3 separate regions of the Mus musculus genome follow, and regions 2 and 3 are each linked to region 1. A link is a contact called in public Hi-C data. All regions are on one chromosome and are shown on one strand. The core of a region is the stretch at or near the end of the contact, and the rest is flanking DNA. Distances in the headings are between cores, read along the strand shown.

What was found. A called contact is a pair of places that touch in the nucleus more often than the background predicts.
Region 2: a Hi-C map of the N1E-115 cell line shows a contact between it and region 1, with 5 times the contacts expected there. The contact joins two enhancer-like sites. A contact is called at or near these places in 1 of 15 datasets of contacts at CTCF or cohesin (stem cell-derived epiblast-like cells), 4 of 484 Hi-C or Micro-C datasets (the CH12 cell line, the N1E-115 cell line and embryonic stem cells) and 1 of 9 other capture datasets (embryonic stem cells).
Region 3: a contact with region 1 is called in a Hi-C map of liver, with 2.0 times the contacts expected there. The contact joins two enhancer-like sites. A contact is called at or near these places in 3 of 484 Hi-C or Micro-C datasets (the N1E-115 cell line, liver and nephron progenitors) and 2 of 115 datasets of contacts at active chromatin or transcription factors (astrocytes and embryonic basal ganglia).

The regions. Positions count from the first base shown.
Region 1 is chr4:140,172,160-140,175,354 of GRCm38.p6, reverse strand. The region is part of intron 1 of Igsf21 (immunoglobulin superfamily, member 21); the gene reads left to right. Among named protein-coding and RNA genes, the nearest start is that of Gm13029, 31 kb to the right of the region's middle. Within about 2 kb of position 1,409, at least 13 of the 459 cell types and tissues checked have an H3K27ac peak or open chromatin away from gene starts, as enhancers often do. A contact at or near this core is called in the N1E-115 cell line and liver, where this site is marked.
Region 2 is chr4:139,880,976-139,883,941 of GRCm38.p6, reverse strand. No RefSeq gene overlaps it. Among named protein-coding and RNA genes, the nearest start is that of Gm1667, 28 kb to the left of the region's middle. Within about 2 kb of position 1,676, at least 1 of the 459 cell types and tissues checked has an H3K27ac peak or open chromatin away from gene starts, as enhancers often do. A contact at or near this core is called in the N1E-115 cell line, where this site is marked.
Region 3 is chr4:140,529,482-140,532,485 of GRCm38.p6, reverse strand. All of the region lies in intron 26 of Arhgef10l (Rho guanine nucleotide exchange factor (GEF) 10-like), which reads left to right. Among named protein-coding and RNA genes, the nearest start is that of Gm42335, 74 kb to the left of the region's middle. Within about 2 kb of position 1,290, at least 59 of the 459 cell types and tissues checked have an H3K27ac peak or open chromatin away from gene starts, as enhancers often do. A contact at or near this core is called in the N1E-115 cell line and liver, where this site is marked.

The DNA of each region.
Region 1 (3,195 bases), core at 160-2,659:
CTACCCACCAAGGGTCGGACTATTTCCTGGCTAGGATACATGGTGTAACAATCACAACACCACAGCCCCTCATGGCCACAGAGTCTCATGATGAGGGTCCAGGGCTCCTGGCAAAAAGCTGAGAATTCTGCCTGCCCGAACACCACATGGCCTAGGGCTGCCTACAGGGAAGGTATCCACACACAAGGATATGTCCCAAGATGGAGAGTGAAAATCTCAAATTATAACGTCAAGATGATAGTGCCAGTCTCTATTGGACCCTTCCAATGAGTGTTCATTGAGCACATCTGCATACCTAAGAGTTCAAGTAGTAGGAAAGATTTAAAATAAAAATCAAACAGGAACAGGAAATATCATCTCACAGGGAAGCTGGGGTAAGATAAGAAATCGGGCAGTCATCCCTGAGTAACCACAGGGTCCGTTCTCAACCACAGATGTTCAGGCCCCCTGTATCACGTGGAGTACGATTTTCAGGGAACGGGTACTCACCCTCCTGTGTAGTTAACATTGTTCCATGTGACTGGGATACTTGATATACACTGTGTCGGTGGTTGTTAAAGAAGCTGGAGAGATGCTTTGCAAACAGAAGGGTGGGGAGTTCACATCCCCAGAACCCACACGAAAAAGCCAGGTGTCGCGCACACAGACTCAGAGACGAAACAGGGTCCAAGACAATTCAGTGATCTGGTTGCTTGGGAGGCTTGGCTTTGACATTCCTGTGAGAGATTGGGGCAGGGTTGTTCCGTCAACCAAGTGGCCTATGGGCATTTCCCTAAGGGAAGCTTTTGGAGAGAGGGTGGGGTGGCTGTGAGTGATGGCGGAGATGTCCCAAGTGCCCGCAGGAGGAAGGGAAGGAACCAGGCAGGTATGGCGGGAGTGACCTTCACCTTCCAAACCCAGCAGTGATCTCCCCACCCAGGGCTGCTGTGGTAGTTACTTCTCTCTCCAGGAAGTGACAAAATCCCTGATACAAGCAACTGAGGAGGGAGGAAGGGAGGGGGGAGGGAGTGAGGGAGGGAGGGAGGGAGGGAGGGGGGAGGGAGGGAGGGAGGGAGGGAGGGAGGGAGGGGGGAGAGGGGAGGTTTATTAGGGTCATGGTTTAAGAAGTGTACTGTCGGGCATGATGGGCATGGCGCCAGGAGCATGAATCGACAGGTCGTGGTCACTGGGGTCACAGGTCCCAAGTCTGGGACAGAGATTAATCTTGGAGCTCAGCTCACTTTCTCCTCTAGATTCAGCCATGAAACCCAGGCCGTGGGTGGTGTTACCCACACTCAGGGTGGGTTTTCCCATCTCAGTTAACCCAATCTAGAAACTTCCTCGCAGACAGGAATGCCAGGCACATGATGTTGAGAAAGTGAAAGCAGCTCGTGAAGGCTCCCGGCTGTGTGACCTTGTTTACACGGGGTCAATAAGAAAGGAACTGAGCCTAATAACCTGCAGAAACAGAGGTCACTATCCTTGCTTCCGGAGCTGTTAGGAATGGGGGTGGGAGGCGGGGAAGCTTTCAGTGTTGAGATCGTCTTGGTGGCTGTCCTATTGGTGGCCCTTTGGGTGTATATGTCTGCCCAAATCTATCAATCCTCACTTGGGACCCGTGCATCTTTCTGTCAGCTCTGGCCTACAAGAAGTGGTTACCACAGTGAGAACACAGCCACGGGAGGCGTAACATTGTCTGCAATCTCCTGCATCAGGAGGTGACACCTAGTTCATAAATGAAAAGACTGAGCCCCATGGGAAAGTGGCAAAACAAGACTCCGACCTGTCTATTCCCCCCTCTCTGAGCCCTACCCCAAGCCTGTGACCATCAACACTACAGACTGGTCTGGCTCCACCCAGCACCCACACCTACAGTGTGACCATGTGCATACTATAGACTCAATGTGCCATAGGAGGATTGCTGGAGCTCGCTCTGCCCTGCCCCTGAATTCTCATGCCCGACTCAAAACAGCCCAAGCATCATTGTCTGTGACTAGGAGCAGGCCGTAATCAAATGTCTCCTACTCACTCGTCTAGCCTGCCCTTTCCAGGCCTGGCCCCTCCGGTTCTGAAACACCTGCCACCTGTACTTTGGCCTCTAGCAAGATGAAGTCCAGTAACAATCAACTCAGACCCCAGGCAACTCCAGTGACAGGCGAGCGCTCGATCATAGAACAAATGTAATAGGTTGGTGTTTATCTTGCAGGCTGCGTGCACTTAATAAAGTATTAATACGGGGAGCAGATTGCTTCTCCCATCGAGCAGGCAGCGTGTGATTGCAGAGGAGAGAGGAGCCGGTGCTCCCTGGAGAAGGGAGTCCCAGTGGGTTTGTTTCTTAGTGGCATGAATGCCTTTTGTCAAAGGGGGCTGAAAAGGCCCTTTCTCGTAGCATTCCTGGGTTGTCAAGTCACCACACATTCCAGAGGTCCAGACAGATGCCCTTGATGGGAGGTAGGGGCTGACCCACTTGGGTGGAGATGACATTTAGCCAGGCTGTGATGGTATACTGGCTATGATGAACTTTGAGCAGTCATATTTCCAGGCCCAGATGGCTGGTCCTGAGCTTGGAAGATTCTCTGCTGCACCAGAGGACCCCTGACTCCACATCTAAACCCTCCTAGGAGCCTATGCCTCCTCACTAGACAGGGCGTATTGTGTTGAGAGTCTAACCTGAGGGCTGGGCAGAGTGCTCAGAGGTGAGGCACTTATACAAACACGAAGGCCCGCACTTGGTCCCCATGTAAAAGTGGGGTGCAGCTGATGTAACCCCAGTTCTGGAGAGGCAGGGACAGAGGCAGAGGCAGGCTGATGAATCCCTAGAGATGGCTGAGCAAGCAATCTAGCTGAATTGTTTCAAAGAGCTCCAGGTTTGGTCAGAAAGCATGTCTCAAAAAAGAAGGCGAAGAGTGATTGAAAAAGATGCCCAGCACTGTCCTTTGGCCTCCGTATGCACATGCAAACATGGACATGCGCAGTCATCGATCCCCCACACACAAGGCACGCGTACAAACAGGTGCCCATGCAGACACTGCATACAAACACACACACCATATCTCTCTCTCTCTCTCTCTCTCTCTCTCTCTCTCTCTCTCTCTCTTTCTCTCTCTCTCTCTGACAGACACACACACACACATGGTGGGGAGTGCTGCAAATCAGAAAACCAGACCTATTTTCATTTGGTCATCAGGAAACTCTGGTCACATGAGCTCATTTGGA
Region 2 (2,966 bases), core at 427-2,926, 290 kb after region 1:
AACTTGGTAGCATTCCAGAAAGCAGCTGAAGCAGGGCAATGTGGAGTCTCTGAAAGGAAGATCTGAGAGGCCACTGTGTGAATCTCTGAAGGTGATCCCCTAAGTTGCAATGGAGACCCTACAATGTTGGAGATGCTGGAACTATGGGTAACCTACAGCCGTGGAGAGGAGCCAGTTCTAGAGAAACGCTGTGTGTTCTGCAGGCAGCAGAGCCAGAGACACAGAGCTACCAAAGCCCTTAGGAGCCCAGGGGATTCCATCATGAGTCTCAGGTGCCTGACACAGAGCTGCAGGATTTGGTGTTTGTCCTGATGGGTTTAGTCTTGCTGTGCCTGCCTTCTTTCCTGCTGGGATGGGCATGTCCATTTTGCATCATCGTTCATTAGAGATAGGTATTTGATTTACCACGCTCTCACGGTGTTGAGAATTGCCTTGAGTCTCAGAAGAGACTTTAGACTTTAAACAGTGTTCGGACTGTTTAAAGACTAAGGACACCTTTGATATTAGGATGAACACATTTTGAATATGAGATGAACCCAGGCTTTGGGGAGATGGGTGGAATATTATTCAAACAAAATTTTTATTTGGATATCACATTAACAAGGGATGAGGTGGTGGTAGTTAAATCACAGTTGTAGACTTGGTGGGATTTAGAAGCACCAGGGACACATACCTCCAGATGTGACTATGAAGGTATTTCCAAAATCTTAACCAAAGAGGTAAGGTCCACCCTGCCTTTGAGCAGCACCATCCCACAAGCTTGTACAAAAGGGAGAACGATTAAGCACTGTTCATCCCTTTCTGGTTCCTGACTGTGGATACAATGTAACCAATAATCACTGGTCACCTGACTGTAGATACAATGTAACCAATAATCACTGGTCACCTGACCGTGGATACAATGTAACTAATAATAATGGTTCATTACTTTCTGTCTCCTGACTATGGATACAATGTGACCAGCTGCCACACAGGCCCTCCACTATGACTTCCTCCCCATGACACCCTGGAACTGTGAGCCAGAATAAAGACTTCTCTGATGTTGTTTTGATCAGGTAATTCATTACAACAAGGAGAAAAGTCATCACTACTCCCCGAAAGGTAGATGCAGGTGACAAGGAGGTGACCCAAGCAGGATGTGTTGCAAGTGCAAAAGCTTAGTCATAACAGTGCAAAGGGTCCAGGGTGCCAGAGCAGCAGGACAATACGGCCAGTGAACAGAGAGATGCAGCCTTAAAGGGTCCAGGCTGGGAGGACACTCAGGGAAACCTGGGCCACTGCCCTAAGACCTGGATGGGAAGGAGCTCAGTCAAGGTCACGTACAGAGCGAGAGGGTAGTTACAGGGGTCCAGGCTGCCATGGGAGGGCTCCTGGGATCCAGCCACAGAGGAGCACTCTGGCGGTGACCCTTCTGATGGGCTGTGAGCTGAGTCAGGTGGAGGAGGCCATCTCCCTGCCACTGACTTTTAAATTAACCTTTAGACTCACAGATGAATGACGCCATCCACCTGCCACTTGGTGTCCTGATGCAGCTGGCAGGACAGTGGACGTGGCCCAGAGGAGACAAGGGCTGCATTCGTGCTAGCTAGTGTCTCAGAGACAGGATATACAGGGCCTTGCAGACAACTCTGGAAATATATGTGACCTATATGACATAGGTCAGGTGTCTGGGAGCAGGGCTCCATGTTTGAGTTCCCTCTCCATGTAGAGAGGCCAGTACTCACCATCTGTGTTACAGAAGGACACAGGGACCTGTCCCAGCCATCTAGCCAAAGAGGGAGGCTCTAGGATGTCAATCATTAAAGACAAAAACCAGTAACAGGCAAGACCACATGTTTGTTGGCCTGGCCCTTCCCCCCAACAAACACACACACCAGAGCAGTTGCCAATTGGTGTCTCTCACATTGGATCCCTCCCATTTCCTGATCCCCAGCCCCATTCAGTGACCAGGCACTCTCTGTTCCATCCTAATGCCAGGAACTCCCTCTGCTGTCCACATAGGGCCACCTGGAGGTCTGCAGTGCTCAGGGGCAGAAAAGCCAGAGTACAGGGCTGAAGAGGGCCTGGGACCAAGTGTCTGGGAAAGGGGGGCCAGGGCAGGGAAGAAATCATCCTGTGAGGCCAATGAAGGAACTTTCTCTTGGTTGTATCCTTTCAAGTGATTTGAATTGGGGTAGAAAAAGTCGCCACACTTAAGCGACTGTTTCCATGGACTTATTATCTGTCTCCATAATCCTTCCACCCACGTGAAGGGGTACATCCATCCAGCACCTGGAGTCTCCAACAATCTGCTTATCAAAGGTGGCATGTCCCAACTGTGTGTGCAAGTACATACGAGGTAACTAAGGATGCCCTTGAACTCCTGATCCTCCTGCCTCCACCTCCTGAATGCTGGCCTTAAAGACACAGTCAGACTTGACCCTGGGTCCATAATCATGCAGATGATGATCTTATTGCTGAAATTGACCACAGGAGGAGTTTAGTCACGAATGTGATGTGCACTAGAATCCTGGCACTCACACCACACTCAGGCCTGGTATCTCCACTGGGCAAAAGTAGAGACTGAGACGAACGAGGAGACCTGTCCGTTGTGCACAGCTGGAAGATAGTGACTGAGAGATCTTGTCCTGGCCTGGCCTGGCCTGGCCTTCACTTTGGAGAGACTGCCCTCCACACAGTAGGGAGGTTTCAGGAAGCTGGGGAGCAGGAATGCTGTGGTCCTTTAAGGACACAGGGACAAACCTGTTCCTGAGCATCCAATGGGACATGTGAGATTAAGCAGCATAAGGCTGAGAATTCTTGTCTCCCATCTGAGTCTTAGAATAAGTTGAGGGCAGGGACAGCCAGGGCTGTTTTAAGGATGGGAGACCACAGGCCTTGGGAGGCTGAGATCTCGGGCCTGTTATGACTTCAGCCCGAATTCTTTCCCTTCTGAAGTCCTTTTATCCGAGCCCAGCCTCCTGAAC
Region 3 (3,004 bases), core at 41-2,540, 360 kb before region 1:
TACGCCTACCAGCAATTGCGTTCGGCTCCTTGATCCCAGCAGAGGCAGAAAGCAAGGCCTGTTAAATAATAATGTGGCTCGCCAGGGCCTGTGTCAACACGGCGTTCTCTGTGTTCATTATCTGCATCGTCACCTTCAAAGTCTAATCCAGTCAGTCTGGAGTTCACTCGGAGCTGTCGCTGGAGGGAGAGCCCGCTGTGGGGTGATGTTGCATCTTAATTAAAAAAAAAAAAGCCCGACTGGGGACAGCAGGCCTGGGGCATGCTGGGTGTGCTCTCCTGGGATGAGGTGGGGTATCGGGCAAGCCTGCATGGCCTGGGGTCTCTGCCTCCTGCTCATGGGACAGGGAGGGCAGTGGAGTCAGGGCGGGGCTACGGATGTCCTTGAGTTGTTAGATCTGTATATTGCTGCTGAGAGATGAAACCAGCTTGGTGTGTGGATGGGTATCAGTCGGGAGCAAGCCCTCTTTTCCTGTTGTATTTTAAAAGGTTTTCAATTATGTGTATGCACGTGTGTCTTTTGTACGGGTATGTAACATGGGTGTGGGTGCCCGTGGAGGCTAGAAGACCCCCTGGAGCTGGACTTAAGGCTGTGGTGAGGGGTTTGACATGAGTGCTGGGAATTGAACTTGGGACCTCTGAAAGAGCAGCAGGTCCTTCTCCTCCTCTTCCTTCTCTTCTCCTCCTCTTCCTTTCCCTTCTCCTTCTCTTCCCCTCCTCTTCTTCCTTATCTTCCTTTCCTTCCTCCCCCTCCTCTTTCCTTCTTTCTCTTCCTCTTCTTCCTTTCCCTCCCCCCTCCATTGCCTCCTCTTCCTCCTCTTCCCCCATTCTTCTTTTTAAATTTTATTATCATTACCAGGCCAGGGGCATGCGCCACAGTGTGTGTGTGGAGGTCAGAGAATACTTCCATGCAGTCAGTTCTCTACTCACTCTGTGAGTCTCAGAGTTTAAAATCAGGTCATCGGGCATGTATAGTGAGTGCTTTCTCTGAGCTATCTTGCTGGCCCCATGCTTTTCTTTTTGTTTTCTTTTTCAAAGTTTACCTGCCCACCTACCCACTTACCCTGTGTTGGCCTTGGAACAGGACTGCTCCTCCCCACAGCCCGGCTCCTGCTCCTCCCTACAGTCTGGCTCCTTCCACAACCCGACCCCTCCCTACAGTTCCGGCTCTTCCCACAGCCCGACCCCTCCCTACAGTTCGGCTCCTCCCACAGCCTGACCCCTCCCTACAGTTAGGCTCCTCCCACAACCCGGCTCCTCCCATAGCCTGACTCCTCCTCACAGCCCGACTCCTCCCTATAGTCTGGCTCCTCCCACTGCCTGCCTTTGCCCTCTGCTCTCCTCTCTCTTAGGAACACATCCCCACACTGCTCCATCTCTGTCGCTCAGTTTTGGACTTTACCATCACCTCCCTGGAAGGCCACTCTACCCTGTAACAGCTCCAGCCAAGTCGCTTCTACCCTAGTCACAGCTTAACATGTCACCAGGCTGTGTGGCCACATGAGTATTAGTCACTCTCTGAAAACATCTCCTTGATGGCTGTCACTGGGGCCACTAGAACATAGGCCCTATGGTTACAGGCACAGCAAGCTCAGAGGCTCATGGCTTCATGGAGGGGCTCCCGAGGGCAGGTGCAGCTTGCAGGCCAGTGTGATGCGGCTGTGGTCACTTTCTCTGCACAGGAGGTGACAGTCTGGGCTAGGGGAGGTTTAGATGCCAAGGGCCAACCCAGGCATCCTAGGAGGAAGTGTGAGACCAAGGAGGTGAGGACACACTAAGAGAGGGTGGAAGTGGAATGAGGGGCTGGTCTCCTGGTGAGCAAAGATAGACCCCGCCCATAGGGTGGCGGTGGCATTGTACCCTCGATTCAGGTTTGCATGCCCATGGGACATACGAACTGACAGATGTACTACACGAGGGCCTGGGGCCCTCTAGACCTGCCTCAGCACCAGCCTTAGAGGTTCCTACCTCAGCCCCGATGCCCAGAGCTCAGCCAGTGGCTTGGGTATAGTTTTTATCTTGCTGGGAATGGAGCCGGGGTCCCCACACATGCCTAGCAAGTGCGTACCACTGAGCTATACCCCCATCCCTTGGATGCCTTGTAGTAGCCTGGCCCTGGGGTCTTCCTCCTGTTGTCTCCTTAGTCCTCAGTGCCTAGGTGTACGATAGAGGGTCAGGGCAGCAGGCGGTGAGCACACCAGCTGACCCAGGACTTAAGTTCCCAGCTGGAGAGCATGTGGGCCCTTCTGGAAGCCAAGTGTGCCCTGGTAGTCCACAGTCCACCCTGCTCATGTACTGACCCCCACCCCTGGACCATTGAGCCTGACAGAGGAGAGATCTCTGGGCTCCTGGACACCCCACAGCCCCTCAGATCCTCTCTGTACACCCCATGCCCCCAGTTCTCTCCCCCAACCCTTAATTTTCATGTTATCGCCCAAACTTCGTTTGCATGCATTAACGGTTGTAAATCCGTCACAGCTCTCGACATGGCATGAATAATACATCGCTGGGCTGTATTAGTTTCCCGTCTCCCATCTTATTTATGACACAAAACGGGTGGGAATTCAAAAAAAAACCCTGAAATCGAGGCATGCGGCTTCTCCCAGTAATGCTATGCAAATTGGCACAGAGAGCAAAATGAATCCCCAGGTTCTTGTAGCACCTAGGGACCGCTCAGTGGAGTGCCCCGTGTTTGGGTCACTGGAGCACGTGGGGTCTTGGAGTCCTGTGGTTCCGTGGAGTCAGCTCAGTCTGGTTTGATCTTAATATATATTTTTAAATCAGCGTTTCACTGTTCTTACATCTTATCAACAAGGAGCTGGCGCGCAAACCGTGAGAGGTCGATTCGCTAAAGATAGCAGGGACTTCCCAGGAGTTCAAAACGAGCGTTTCTTAGTAGCGGCAAGGATTAGGTTAGACTGGCAGAGGAACTGCTTGTGTGGGAGGTGTTTTGTTTTGTTTTTGTATGGGAAGGTGTTTTTGGGGGATTCTGCTGTTCCCTTCCC